Regions from separate parts of the Macaca mulatta genome. Here region 1 is linked to region 2. Evidence: chromatin contacts called from public Hi-C data. All regions are on one chromosome and are shown on one strand. The core of a region is the stretch at or near the end of the contact, and the rest is flanking DNA. Distances in the headings are between cores, read along the strand shown.

Evidence for each region. A called contact is a pair of places that touch in the nucleus more often than the background predicts.
Region 1: a contact with region 2 is called in a Hi-C map of blood, with 2.3 times the contacts expected there. The contact joins the promoter of FOXO1 here to the enhancer-like site in region 2. A contact is called at or near these places in 3 of 14 Hi-C or Micro-C datasets (CD4 T cells, blood and liver).

The regions. Positions count from the first base shown.
Region 1 is chr17:20,127,318-20,131,671 of T2T-MMU8v2.0, reverse strand. FOXO1 (forkhead box O1) reads left to right here and starts at 2,063. Exons shown (of 3, transcript XM_001088437.5): 1 at 2,063-3,125. The coding sequence starts at 2,496.
Region 2 is chr17:19,943,925-19,948,559 of T2T-MMU8v2.0, reverse strand. No RefSeq gene overlaps it. Among named protein-coding and RNA genes, the nearest start is that of FOXO1, 180 kb to the left of the region's middle. Within about 2 kb of position 2,744, at least 10 of the 40 cell types and tissues checked have an H3K27ac peak or open chromatin away from gene starts, as enhancers often do. A contact at or near this core is called in CD4 T cells and blood, where this site is marked.

The DNA of each region.
Region 1 (4,354 bases), core at 814-3,313, 180 kb before region 2:
TAAATATTCTTCTCTGATTGACGCCCTGAAAAACCGGAATAGAAATGAAGGCAAGGCCAAATTTGAAGCTGGCTTCCTTTGCCAAGAATTATCCACTAGGGCACCGCCTATTTTTAGGGTGCGGCTGTCTGGATCAGGGGCTGCTTCTGCAGAGTGTAATTGGAAAGGATGGGGGAAGCAACAGCTGTACTTTGGGGCCTGCCTTTGAGCTCATCATCTGGGTTACTGAGGTCCCCTAGCGGCTGGCAGAGGAGGCCCAGATTGTCCAAATTTGCTAGTAAACGTGAAGAGACCACAAGACGAGGGTGGGAACCAGCCTCCGCCCGTCCCCAATCCATCCGGCTCAGGCTCCCCACCCCACCCATCCCCAGTATCAGCAAGAAGCTATTGTGATAAATGGATTATGAAGAAACAGGAGCCCAGACTACAGAGACGATAGTTAGAATATAAATGAAGAAACAGATCTCTAAATCTTTTTAACTTTTGTAAGAGGCCTCATTTTCCCCTTTTTCCCCTCTTTTCTATTTTTTCAACAACCTCTTGTCCAACAGACTAATTTTCTCTAGATGCCACTTTTTCCATTGCAGAATTACTTGTAAGAAAGAAAGGGGAATTAAAAAAAAGAGTTGGAAGCTGTCCTTTTGGACAAGATATTTAAAACCCTATTGTCCATCTTCCATCCTAAGTGTTCCCATCTTTCTAAAAGGAAATGCCTTCCATATTCTTCCTAAAAAAGCAAAAGCATAACAAAACAAAACTGGAAAACTGTTTCTTCTGCTTGAGACACAAGGGCCATTATCTTCCTACCTTTGGCCCCACTGATCCTCGACAGGATGTCCTGGACCTGCAGCTCAGACGAGGAAAGGTGGGGTGTGGGTGGGGGGTTGGTTGACGCACACAGCAAGTAGCCTCAAGGAACTTGGGGATGGGGCAGGCTGCGCCCCAAGGCTTTGGTCCTATCCCCCGCCCTTGCGTTTTAACTTAACACCCGATCACTTCCGTTGTAAATAAAAAAGAAATAACAAACAGTTAAATTTAATTAGGGGTAAGTAATAAAGTGACCTGGTTCTCGCTAACTGCGCTCCTGAGCCCTTCGCTGCCGGCCCTGGACTCAGTGGACGAAGCGGGAGATTCCCGCCCAGGGGAAGAGGTTCCCACGGAGGGCATGCGGTCGCGGGTGCCTTTGGATCCGTGTGTGCGGGGAGGCGGGAGAATCTCCTCCTCGCGCCGGGGCCCCTGTTCCTCATTTCTAGCCTTTTAAAAAAGATCAAGAATACAGTGAATCCGGTTGGGGGCTGCCCGGCTGGGTGACGCGCCTCTGGCTAGACCGAATGGCACAGGTTGAGCCTGGGGGTGCGGACAGGTGGGCACCGGGCGCGGAGAAGGGTCTCTCAGCGCGGACTCGACTGCAGGACCCGCGGCGCCAGGGGCGGTGGTCGTGTGCAGCCCGTGAGCGGGCCGGAGGACTTGACAGATCGCAGCGAAAGAAAACACTAAACCAAAACAAAATCCACCGATTCCCCACGTCGTTTAGCAAAGACATCGTGGGTGGAGCCAGGAGGGAACGATTGAGTAGAATTCCGCGCGGCCGCCTCCACCCACCCACCCCGCGCCCCGGGTCCCCGGCCCCCTGCCCTGTCCGCCCGCCGGGCTGGGCCCGCAGCAGAGGTCAAGGCGCAGCGAGCGCCTCCTCCCACCCGGGCTTCCAGAGTACTCGGCTCTGCTCCTCCGTAGTAAACAAAGTGTCGCCGCCGCCTCCACGCTGCTTTGCTTCCTAGCAATCAAAACACTGAGAAGGCGAGAGAATCACAGAAACACTCGAGAATTACCAGAAAATAATAGAGATCCAAAAAAAAAAAAAAAAAAAAGGAGATGAGTGTGTGAAAGAGAAAAACACCCTACTACCCCCCACCAGCCCACCGCCGCCTCCCCGTGGAAAACCGGGCCCCGCCCAGCCCGGCGCCCACTGGCTGCCCAGGCGGCGGTGCCGCATGCCCATTGGCCGCGCGGGCTGTCGGTCAGGGGCGGGCCGGCGCGCGCGCCGGCGCGGGCGGGGAGCGGCGGCAGATCCCGTAAGTCGGGCGGCCTAGTAGTCGCAGCAGCCGCTGCTGCCGCCGCCACATTCAACAGGCAGCAGCGCAGCGGGCGCGCAGCCGGGGAGAGCGAGCGGCCCGCGGCATCCGTCTGTCCTTCCGTCCGCGGCCCTGTCAGCTGGAGCGCGGCGCAGGCTCTGCCCCGGCCCGGCGGCTCTGGCCAGCCGTCCAGTCCGTGCGGCGGACCCTGAGGAGCCTCGATGTGGATGGCCCGGCGAAGTTAAGTTCTGGGCTCGCGCTTGCACTCCGCCGCGCTTTCCTCCCAGTTTCCGTCCGCTCGCCGCACCGGCTTCGTTCCCCCAAATCTCGGACCGTCTCTTCGCGCCCCCTCCCCCTCCGGCCCCCGTGCTGCGTTCTCCCCTTCTTGGCTCTCCCGCGGCTGGGGGAGGGGCGGGGGTCACCATGGCCGAAGCGCCTCAGGTGGTGGAGATCGACCCGGACTTCGAGCCGCTGCCCCGGCCGCGCTCGTGCACCTGGCCGCTGCCCAGGCCGGAGTTTAGCCAGTCCAACTCGGCCACCTCCAGCCCGGCGCCGTCGGGCGGCGCGGCTGCCAACCCCGACGCCGCGGCGGGCCTGCCCTCGGCCTCGGCTGCCGCTGTCAGCGCCGACTTCATGAGCAACCTGAGCTTGCTGGAGGAGAGCGAGGACTTTCCGCAAGCACCCGGCTCCGTGGCGGCGGCGGTGGCGGCGGCGGCCGCCGCGGCCGCCACCGGGGGACTGTGCGGGGACTTCCAAGGCCCGGAGGCGGGCTGCCTGCACCCAGCGCCGCCGCAGCCCCCGCCGCCCGGGCCGCTGTCGCAGCACCCGCCAGTGCCCCCCGCTGCCGCTGGGCCTCTCGCGGGGCAGCCGCGCAAGAGCAGCTCGTCCCGCCGCAACGCGTGGGGCAACCTGTCCTACGCTGACCTCATCACCAAGGCCATCGAGAGCTCGGCGGAGAAGCGGCTGACGCTGTCGCAGATCTACGAGTGGATGGTCAAGAGCGTGCCCTACTTCAAGGATAAGGGTGACAGCAACAGCTCGGCGGGCTGGAAGGTGAGCGGTCTCGGCGCGCGGCCGGACCTTGGGGGCGCGGTGGGTCAGGCGAGGGCGCAGCTGTGCAGGTTTGCTCGGCCTGAAGGTGCGGGCCAGGAGGGCAGCGCGTTCCCAGGAGGGCGGGCGAGAAGCGGTGGTCGCGGTGACCTCGCCCAGGTCCGGTCGGGGACGGCAGTAGGTGTGCGCGCGCGCCAGTCAAGAGTTCGCGTGGGACGCGAAAAGGGGCTCGTCGAGGAACTAAGTAAAGAAAGTGCGCCAAGAAGTGGATATCAGCGGCCGAAAAGTTTGCCAGTGAAAGGAGAAACGGGTTCGCTGGGAGGGGCACTCCCCCGGCCCGCGCTGACTGCTTCGACTGCCCCTTCCCTCCCGGACCTCCGCGGGGGGAGGGCAGGTCCTCTCCGGCCGCGCTGCGGAGCTGTTTCCGCCGGGCGCGGCGGGGGAGGGCGCGGCGAGGGGCCCCGGACTCTCCCTGTCCCGGGACCGGGCTGCAGGTGGAGGGGACAGGCAGGGCGCGACCGGCCGTGGACGGTGCAGGGCCAGCCGGGCAGTTTCTGGAGGCGGTGCGCATTTTGCTTTGTTTGGTTTTCTCTGGAGTGGCCTCGAGTGCCGGGGGCCGGGCGTCCCGAGCCCGAGGTGGTGCCTCCGACACGTGCGAAGGGGCGGCCACCGCCTGCGGAGCGCCGGCGCCTGGCTGCGCTGGGCGAGCTAAAGTTCAAGTGTGACCCTCGGCGGGGGCGGGCGCGGGCGGTGGCGATGGCGTGGGAGGGGCCCCGGGCGCAGGAAGCCCGCGCCTTTAAAGGGCCAGCGCGTCCGGGCCGGGAGCCGTGGGGCCAGCGTTTCTCCACGAGGGGAAGCGCCCGAACTTGGTCTTGCCCCTGGTAGGAGGCTTTATTGAGAAACACAGAGGCTGCCCTCGGGGGCCGGGGGCTGGGAAGTGTGCGTCTTTTCCTGCCTTGCCACCCTGTTCTTGAGAATGGAGGTCCAGATGAGGGACCAGGCGGGGGGCTTTGCGACCAATTTTTTGAGGGAGTCGGAGTGGCGATGGGCGTCGAGGGAGCGATGCCTCAAATGAGGATTTTTGCCATTTTTGCCTTATAGAGAGTGGCCAGTAGAGACTTAGCGTGGGGGCAGGCATTTCCCGACTCCGAGGAGAAGGCCCGGGGCGGGGGGGTGGCCTCGGCCCCGGGGAGGCTTCCCGGGGGCGGGGTCCAGTCGCCGCGCGGCCTCCC
Region 2 (4,635 bases), core at 1,495-3,994:
ACTTGCCTTCCCCTTGAGGCGTCCCGGGTCACTTGTGTGCTGGGCCCCTCCCTTGTGTTAGCAGAGAAATCTCTAGTCCTTGTGGGCTGTGCACGGTGGTGGCTCACGCCTGTAATTCCAGCATTTTGGGAGGCCGAGGCGGGTGGATCACCTGAGGTCAGGAGTTTGAGACCAGCCTGGCCAACATGGTGAAACCCCATCTCTACTAAAAATACAAAAATTAGCCGGGCGTGGTGGCAGGGGTGGCGCCTGTAATCCCAGCTACTTGGGAGTCTGAGGCTGGAGAATGGCATGAACTCGGGAGGTTAAGCTTGCAGTGAGCCGAGAATGCACCACTGCACTCCAGCCTGGGCGACAGAGCCAGACTCCGTCTCAAAAAAAAAGATAGAAATCTTAGTCCTTGACTTGCAAGGCTCCTTTCCAGAGCTGCTGGGGCTCACAACCCATGTATCCATTAACCAGCTAGGTGATCTTGGGGACATTCCTTCATGGCTGCGTGTCTTGTTTTTTATCCACAAAATGGGAGAATAAGGATATCAGTCTTGCTAGGAGGATCAAATGAGTTAAGACAGTCCAAGCACTTCAAACAGAGCTACGTTAGCTATTATGAGTATTATTGTTAACTTCAGTGTGCTGTGAGAGGGTGGACCCTGTCTGGGTAACAGGGCAGCAGGAAGCAATTTGGTTCAATTCTCTTGAATGTGGGGGAGCCAGGGGGCGGTGGGCACGCCTCTACTGCAATCTCCCTCCTTCCTTGAAAGATTTGTGTGGGTCAGTGGACAGGAAACACATAATTCTAATAAAGGAATGGCCTCCTTGTGACTTTCTGAATAAATTCCAAGTCCCTTAGCATGTCATTCAAGGCCTGCCCAGGATCTGGCCTGGACTCATCACGACAGCTGTGGCACACCCAGTGGTCATGGAATATGTATGTGTCTCCTGAGTATGGGCCCGTGAAAGCCTTTTCCACCCTCCTCCCCCAGAGGCCGGCAGCTCTGGTGTATTCTCACTACTCCTAACACCTTGAAACTTCACACCTCCATGCATTGTTCTCTCCGAATTTCTCCTCCTAACAAGACCCATTTCCTAAGTTGCCTTTACCCTAAAGCCTGTTTTGGAGTCCTCCCCTCTTTCACCTTCAAATTAAATCACATCTTCTCTGTAGTACATTGTTTACCCCACTACCAAAGAAGTTTGAGCCTGGGCACGAGGGCTCACACCTGTAATCCCAGTACTTTGGGAGGCTGAAGTGGGAAGATCATTCAAGGCCAGGAGTTAGAGACCAGCCTAGCAACACAGCCCGACCTTGTCTCTACAAAAAATAATAAAAAGTAAATTAGCTGGGTGTGGTGGCGGGCGCCTGCAGTCTCAGCTACTCAGGAGGCTGAGGTGGGAGGATCACCTGTGTGCAGGAGGTCGAGGCTGCAGTGAGCTATGATGGCATCACTGCACTCCAGCCTGGGTGACAGAGGGAGACCCTGTCTCTAAATAAATAAATAAAAATTAAAAAAGAAGTTTGCGTGTGCGTATGTATGTGTTCATGCATTTGGATGCATCCCAGCCACCTGTCTTTCTCCCAGCCCATCTGCCAAACAGCGCCAGAGGAATAATTCTGCAAGCACAAGCTGAGCCCTCCTCTGTGTGTTTTAACTGGCTGCTATAATTGAAGGGCAGCACATGGCATTTGTTATTTTCCATAACCCTCACAATCTATGAGGTGGGCATTATTATGCCCATTTTACAGATGAGAGGATGGGGGTTTAGAAAGATTCAGTATTTCTCCCAAGATCACACCATTAGTACAAGCAGGGATTCCATTTGAGTCTGGCTGACCTCACAAATCAATGCCTCCGACCCTTAGCTATACAGCCTGTACCGCACTCCACGGACCAAAAACCCAAAATGAGAAACAGCCACACTCCTCAGCAGGTGCTGAAGCCTCGGGCCTGGTTTTAAGCACTGCCCCATGTGCATCGTGGTCCGGCCTGATGGGTCCGTGTGTGTTACCCAGCCAGCCCTTCTCTCTGGGCCTGGGCCATGGACTTTCCTACTGCCTCTGCCTGGAATGTCCAGCTGCCCAACCACTGTGAAAACTGAGTGGGGTCAAGTGTTAGCTCCTTTGGGAAGCCTGCTCTGCCTCTCCCTCTCTAATCTTCGGGGATAATTAGGGGCTCCCTTCCTGTACCCCCTCCAGTCTTCCCCAGCCCTTCTTGCGGGCAGCTGTGTGCTCACATGCCATTCCAACCTCTGGACAGTCTGTTCCCAGAGGTCGTGGGCTTTGCTGTATTTGTCCTTGTATCTTTGAGCCTGGCTTTGGCCCTGACCACACATGTGTGGCACTGTAAATGCTGCTGAAGTAATAGAGTTGGGTAAATGACGATCGCTTTTCTGCCTTGTTGGCTGCAAATCCCACCTTCACAGAGCAGGCCCGCACATTCCCATGGTGCTGGGCCACTAGGGAGCAGTTTGGGGAAACCAAGCTAACGTTTAGGAAAAATATGCAGATTCACTGCAGGTTTCATTGCAGGCCACCTGACTAGCCTTGAGGGCAGTTCGAGTCTCCACTTGAACACCTGAGAATGGATGCTGGGCCACTCCCTGGGGATCATTTTGCCCCATGCAGTAATTCCACCAATCTGGGCAGCAGAAAGGTTAAGTGACTTGCTCAAGGACCCACAGAACTAAGGAACAGAGCTTGGGATGGGAAGCAATGGCTTCTGTGCTTTCTGCTCTGGGACCCATTTCTCAGCCCTTGGGAGGGCCCACTGAGGCTGGGGTGGGGTTTAGGCTGGCTTTGAAATCCTTGGGATCGTCTGGCGAAGTCGAGAACAGGGTAGTAGCCTTGCCTCAGAAGTCTTGGGGCTGCTCTGGGTAACGGAGCTGCTGCCCCGGCAGCAGGAAGTAATACTTTTAGAGCTTTAGCCCCAAAACCTCAGAAACTTTTTGATGATGCATTAAATGTCAAGTATATTGTTGAGAGGTGAAAAAAAAAAAAAAAAAGAAAAAAACCCAGGTATCAGCCTTTGTTACTGAGATGATAGGAGATAGTAATATTACAGGAAGTCATACTGTCAAAATAATAGAGAGGGTAGTGTCTAAGGGGCCACACCTTATAATAACTGTACTTAGTACAAAGGAGATTTCGTGTGCACCTCCTCATCTGTGCACTCTGAGGTGGAGCCCGGAGAGGAGGTGTAGAGAGAAGAAGGTGGAGTCTGCTCTGCGGGTATCTTTGCTTTGACACACAAAGCAGAGTTTAACTCAAAGACTGCTTTGTCTGGGGACAGACTACTCAGGCTTCAGGCAATTACCATGAAAATTCAAGTTAAAAAAAATGCATAATTGGAGCGAAAGGATTTTTAAATCTGTTTTTTTGCCTAAATGATTTGTCTGCTGAGATGATAATTTCCAGATAATTGCAGCATTTTGGAACTGGAAGGGACTCTAAGGGGTCATTTTCCTCCCCATCCCCCGTCCCCACCGCTGATGTGATGAGGGCTTCGCAGCCTGCAGATGGACTTGGTTCAGGTCCTCAGCTAGGTGATGGCTCAGCAAGCCTGGCCCCCAGGCAGCCTGGCCCCATGCCTGCCACTTCCTGCGGCCACACCCTGCCCACCCTCCCATCTCCTTTCCAAATGAGCTAGCTCCCTGGGCACGCCTTCTGTTCTGCAGGGCAAGTTATCTAGCCTAGCCCCTGGCACAGGTAAGTCCTGGACACATGTTTGTGGAGAGAATAAACATGAGTTGGGGAGGAACTGGGCCAGGCTCCTCCACATGTTGTATGTGAAGCCTGTAGGTAGAGCTGGTTCACAGCCTGGCTGTTTGAACATGCAGGGACTTAGGCTGCAAGGGGGTGTGGACCGCGTGGTGTATTTGGAAGCAAAGCAACATTCATAGGCTGCAGCGAAAGACCTCCCCCTTCTGACTCCACACAGGGGCTATTCTCTCTCTTATTTCTATCTCTAGCCCTGACCCTCCTCCGAGCCCATCTCTCCAGCCACCTGCCTGGCACCTCCACTAGGATATGCAGCTGGCATCTCACGCTTGACATGGCCAAACAAGTCTTCCTCCATCTTTTGCTGGGTTACAGCATGTATCTACCCTAAATCTAAAGAATCACTCTTGGTTCTTCTGTTTCCCACTCCTCCAAGCACACTCAATCTACCAGTGAGTCCTATTGGCTTTGCAGTAAAGAATATACCTCAGATTGGGCCACGTGTCACCCCTCTACCTCTACTCCCCTTATTCAAGCCACCACCGTCTCCCAGAGCTCTGGGTCCCAGTGCTCCTCCTGTTCCGGGCAGACCCACGCTTGCTGCCATCCCGGGTCTTTGCACCACTGTGCCCTCTTCCTGCACACGCCTCCGGCCTCTTGGATGGCTGCCTCCTTGGCATCGGCTTGCTCTCAGCTTAGACATGACGCCTTACTTACAGAGGTCCTCCCTGACTCCCATCTGATTAAGTCCCCCTGCTCGCCATTGCTCATCACATTACCGTTTTGGTTTTGTGTTCAAGACACTTATTACTATCAAACACTCTCTTACTTATTGATTTGTCTGCTGTCGCCTCCCCATGCTAAAGGGTTAACCTCCAGGAGGGCAGGGACTGTGTCAGCCTTACGGCAGGAGCTCACTC